2 separate regions of the Callithrix jacchus genome follow, and region 1 is linked to region 2. Evidence: chromatin contacts called from public Hi-C data. All regions are on one chromosome and are shown on one strand. The core of a region is the stretch at or near the end of the contact, and the rest is flanking DNA. Distances in the headings are between cores, read along the strand shown.

Region 1 (2,700 bases), core at 137-2,636, 79 kb after region 2:
GGTTGAGGGAGAGTAACCAGGTCGCAGGCACAAAATGACACTGGGAGTAAACAAGGGAGACCCGGTGTGTGGCCCTCCTTCCAGGCAGCTGGCCCACAGTTCTCCATCCTGCCCCAGAGCAGTCCAGCTTCTGGGAAACCTGGCTTCTCTGGACTGGAGGACACCTTAAAGGTGATCCCTGCCTGCACCTCCTATCTGAAAGAGTCCCTTCAACCCAGGATACAGAAGCCCAAGCTCCCTGCACCTGCCAGGAAACAGTTACCAGTATCAACTAGATTTGCTGCCTCCCTCTCTCCCTTTCACTTCCTTTCACAGGCCCAGATTTCTCACCAATGGGTCACATGGCACAAGCTCGGTCTTTCTCTACAGCAGTCCTGCATTGTTCAAAGGGCTGCTCCGGCCCCTCGGGGCGTTTTCTTCTCTTGGATAAGCAGCCAGGCTTTCTAACCAGTCCCTGTCCAGGGCTGCTCCTGCTCCTTTGAGCATGCCAACTTGCCTAGCTTCTTCCTACTGGGCCCAGAATGACCAGGTGCCCCTCCTACTCAGGGATCTCTGGGCCAAGTAGAGATATGGGGGAAAGGAGATGGAAATAGAGTCCACACGAAGCCTGCTATGCCCTTCCTCGGCCCACTCTTGCCAGTGGGCAGAGCAGGGGAGCGCTGGGGTCCATCTGGATCTCAGAGTCCTGCAGGGCCCTGCAGCTGCCTTGTCTTCATCCTTCAGTGGTGGGTGGAGGCATGCCGCTCCGCCCGGGACAACAGCAATTTGTGGCTTTCATCTGGCAGAGCCCACAGAGTGGGAGAGCCAGGGAGCGCAGCCCTCTCCTGGAGCTAAGGAGTTCTCAGCCTAGGAAATGGTCACCAAAGCCCACCTTCCTGTTGGGTCTGGGAGGGGGAGGTTCAGTCCTTTCCCACCCGCTCGGTCCCTGAGATCCAGGTGTCCAGGTCAAGCCACCTTCTCAAGGTCATGGCAAGAGCGCCTGGGAATAAATCCTGTGAGGCCTTCTGCCCTAGGGCAGGGAAGCAGTGTAGGGCCAGGAAGCTGGGCCTTCAGGGACCAGTGCAAATGGAGGGAGAGTGTACTGGGGGAGGGGAGCCATCGCCTTTGAGCAGTAAACACTGGAGTCACATGGCTCAAAGTCTTCTTTAGTAATTGGTTTCCTTGGAAGGCCCTGGGAATTCTTGAAGCTCCACCAGAGCAAGGCAAATACGAGAAGAGATTCCAGTCTACCCTCAAAGACTGCAGGCATGTGGTTTTTCTAGATGGGTCAATGGCTTCTCCTCTTACTGCTGTTAGCCAAGGAGAGGAGGGCCTTGGAGAGCAGTGCTGGGGAGCCCAGGGAATTCGTCCAGGAAGTCGGCCTCCTTCCTGGAGAGGCACAATGCTGCCTGCCACCCCTGCCCAAGGGGCAGCTGCTGGGACAGGCTGCCTAGGAATGCTACAGATAGACATAGGTTTTAGAGTCCTGACAAAGCCAGTCCCCGGCTTCTACCATCGCACCCAAACTGGTGGTCTCTCCTCTCGAGGACAATATGCAAGCAACCACTATTAATGGTTTTATCAGAAATAATGATAGCATGTTTCTTGAGTACTCGCTAGGCACACTCTAGGTGCTTCATACACAGTCTCATTTAATCCCCATAACCACTCCTTGGGGTGTGTGTTGGCTCCGTTTTAAAGGTACATCCGAACTGCTTATCCTAAAATCCCAAAACAAGGTCACAGGAGGGTGTCTACTGCACCCAGGTGGCTGGTGTTAGCCACAAGATAAGGAGGGGCCCCTGATGGCTTCTTGGGACAGGAATCTTGGGCACAAGCTCTCCCTAGACCCCTAAGTCAATTCTACAAGTTCTTGGCTGTGTTGGGGCTCAGAATACATGACCCCAATGTAAGGGGTTTTGGTGTGCTGAATACTTTGAATTAAAGGAGATTGGAAGGCTTCAGAAGCAAGCTCTGTGTGACTTCCTCCTGCCCTCCTGTCTCTCATCCTCTCTCCCTAGAAGTCAGAGAATCCAGAACTTCTCTTCCCCAAGGCGGGCCACGAAAACTAGAATTCCTCTTTCCCAAAGCAAGCTGAGAAAGTCTACTCTCTTCTCTCCCTTCTCCATATCTAGGAGAAAGGAATGCTACACAGAGAGGCCAAGAAGAATCTGAACAGACAGGCCTTGCTGGGTTCCCTCTCAGCCTACACCCCTTTGTCCAATCACATTTCTTCATGCTGTTATTATTCCTCATCAAATCTAAGTATAAAATAGGCAGTTTTCCCAGGTCTTTGGGTCTTCTCTGAAGGTTCTCATGTCACTTACAACTTTGATTAAATAAATTTGTTATGCTTTTCTTTTGTTGTTAAGTGTTGGCCGTGAACTCTATGATGGGTGAGGAAAGGGATCACAACTTTCTGCCCCTACAGCCGTAACTGCTCCCTTTCAGCTCCTCTTCTAACTTCCACCAACCAGGTGGGCACCACCCCAGAGGTCTCTGCTCTGGTTACACGTCCTTAGCAACCCAAGCACACAGCCCAGCCCTGCACTGGCTCAGATGACGCTGCAGGAGCGGGCAAGGATACGGAGAGGGGCCTGGGACCCTGCTCTTCCCCAAACAGCAAGAGGCTGCTTCCACTCCCTCGGGAAATCCCCATCTCTTTAAAGGTGAGGTCTTCAGAATCCCCACTGTTTCATGCGGGGTGAGATCACAGAGGGG
Region 2 (2,700 bases), core at 21-2,520:
CACCTGTAATCCCAGCACTTTGGGAGGCCGAGGTGGGCAGATCACAAGGTCAGGAGTATGAGACCAGCCTGTCTAATACGGTGAACTCCCATCTCTACTAAAAAATACAAAAAAAATTAGCCAGGGATGGTGGCAAGTGCCTGTAGTCCCAGCTACTCCAGAGGCTGAGGCAGGAGAATCACTTGAACCGGGAGGTAGAGGTTGCAGTGAGCTGAGATCACGCCACTGCACTCCAGCCTGGGTGGCTCCGTGAGACTTCGTCTCAAAAAATAAATAAATACATAAATTATCAATAATAATGTAAGAATGCATGTAATGATACATCTATTATTATGTATTATTATACATTTATTGGTATGTATTATAGATGTAATAATTAATACACCTATTAATATAATGGTAAAGAAAAGCATTAGGTTAGGACCCAGAAAGGGACAAGCTTGGGATATTTGGAAAACTGGACTCTTTGGTCACTCCTTTTTCAGTGATCCTGAATCAATTAATGACTCAGGTTTTGTTTGTTTCCCATCTCACAAGGGAAAGCAAGAGCCACAGATGGAGCTAGAGACGGGAGAGGTGCAATCATGATGAGGGACTGGGGATGAATACGTTGAGCAAACAGTGGGAGGCCTGGGGCAACGGGAGGGCATGGGCGGCAGGCGGGTGGAGACTCACCTGCGAAATCCTTGTCTCACCTGCTCTCTCCTGGGCCCTCCATGGCCCACTCTCTTCCTCCACCCCAGCTCCTTCGAATGTTCTTCCGGCAGCAGGATGAGATTCGACGGTTGAAAGAGGAGCTGGCCCAGAAGGACATCCGCATTCGGCAACTCCAGCTGGAACTGAAAAACTTGCGCAACAGCCCCAAGAACTGTTAGCTCCCCAGCTGGGCTGTTTTCTAAGCCGATCTCTCCGTCGTTTCTACTCGTCCCTTAACTTCTCCCTTATCCAGTGACCCCAGAGACAGAGCCAGGACGGGAGCGGGGGCCAACCCGAGGACCCCCGCCTACCACCTCCAGAACTGGAAGCCAACCTCTGACCTCCTGACCTCATGCTAATAAAAGTCCCCAGCTTCTCCTGGAGACCCCCCACCGGCAGCCCCCTTCCCTGCCACCCCAGGAGCCAGACTTCCCCTCAGCTGGGTGAAGACTACAGACTCTCTGGGGTTGGGGGGGCTCCATCTCAGTGGACCAGGAAGCAAAGGGGGAAGCAGGATACCAGCTAGACTTAGCACTTGGACATTTCCCCTGCAAAGGGGGCTGCCAGGACATCTCAGCACTCCCACCTGGAGCTCTCAGCATCACCGAAGGTACCACAGCATAAGTGCTGGACTACAGGCTGCAGTGATCCCTCTTTCTTTCCACTCCCTCTTCCCTCAGCAGCCCCGGAAGCCTGCCTCACCCTAGAGGGCAGCGAGCCGCACAGCTCCTTTTTGTCTCTTCCCCTCCCGCCCTCTTGTCTTCAGGGAATTCAGAGGATTGCTCTCCAAGGCCATAAAAACCCCTTGCCTTCCCCACGATTCTCTTCAAAGCTCTTGCACACCCTTTTCCCATTCAATTTGTGAGCCAGGCAGGGTAGGGATTAGTGTCCCTGTCTGACAAATGACAGAACTGAGGGTGCAATGGGGAAGTGACTTATAAAGTCACCCAGCAGGTCAACAGTGGACCCACAGCCAGGACCCTGGGTGTCCAGATCCCAAGGCCAGGACCTTTCCCGCTGCATCAAGATGCCAATCCCATGGTGGGCTTCACCAGTGCCCAAGTCTCTGTGGAGAATGAGAACTGGAAGCCACTGCTACCGTCTACCCAGCACCAGTAGTGCCGATGTGCCACACTGCCCAGTTGAGGACCCTCACGCTCTGTGCCCCTAGGTCCTTCAGGTCCACACCCTCGGCTGTCACCACCACCCTCCCCAGGGGACTCCAGCTGAGATGAAGCCTCATCCTCCTGGCAGCTGAGGCTGAGAAGGGTGGAGCTTGGCCCTAGGGAAGGCAGACCAGGGTCTGATGGCTTCTGGGGCTGTGCTGCGTGTCTCAGCACCGCTATCTCAGCCACTTTCAGCCTTACGCACGTAGAATGAACACAGCCTCTCACATCCGTATAGCACTTTAAAGTTTCTGCAGTCCTTTGACACATAAGATCTCATCAAGCCTCACATCTACACCCTTCTTCAGATGAGGGAACCGAGAGGAGTGGCCCAAGGTCACACACCTCTGAGATGCCACGTTTCATTTGATCTTGCACACATTTTCTCTTATTCCTTCTTTCTTCCTCCTTTCATTTCCCACTGCCCACAAAGAGTTTGTAAACACTGTTTTCAGAAGATTCACCGTTTGGGGTGAGATCTGGAAATCAAGAAATGGGTGTCCACTCTTCCCTTTCATTAGCTAGATCTACTAGACGCATCATACTCCACACCTGCTTTTCCCGTGGCCGCCCTATGGAATATCCCATCCACAGAGGCCAGGGCTACCCAAGCCCCTCCAGGTGAGCTGGACCTCTCCTCTAAGAACCTCCTTCCTCCCAGCCAGCTACAGTAGGGCCTCCTCACCCCATACCCCGCAGCTAGACAGTGTCAGCACTCATCTCCTCCTCCCCACATTTCTGGAGCTTTTTTTTTTTTCTTCCCCATTGACCTTTGTGGTCTCCTGTGATTATTTATGCTGCCTCCCAAGGATAGAATTGAAATAAAATGTTTTCAACT

What was found. A called contact is a pair of places that touch in the nucleus more often than the background predicts.
Region 1: a Hi-C map of induced pluripotent stem cells shows a contact between it and region 2, with 2.3 times the contacts expected there. The contact joins two enhancer-like sites. A contact is called at or near these places in 2 of 3 Hi-C or Micro-C datasets (induced pluripotent stem cells and skeletal muscle).

The regions. Positions count from the first base shown.
Region 1 is chr8:15,965,530-15,968,229 of calJac240_pri, forward strand. The region is part of intron 2 of ANP32A (acidic nuclear phosphoprotein 32 family member A); the gene reads right to left. Among named protein-coding and RNA genes, the nearest start is that of ANP32A, 110 kb to the right of the region's middle. Within about 2 kb of position 1,387, at least 9 of the 16 cell types and tissues checked have an H3K27ac peak or open chromatin away from gene starts, as enhancers often do.
Region 2 is chr8:15,886,636-15,889,335 of calJac240_pri, forward strand. CORO2B (coronin 2B) reads left to right here. Exons shown (of 15, transcript XM_078333494.1): 15 at 744-2,700. The coding sequence ends at 875. It also overlaps the pseudogene LOC100894897. Among named protein-coding and RNA genes, the nearest start is that of CORO2B, 180 kb to the left of the region's middle. Within about 2 kb of position 1,271, at least 3 of the 16 cell types and tissues checked have an H3K27ac peak or open chromatin away from gene starts, as enhancers often do.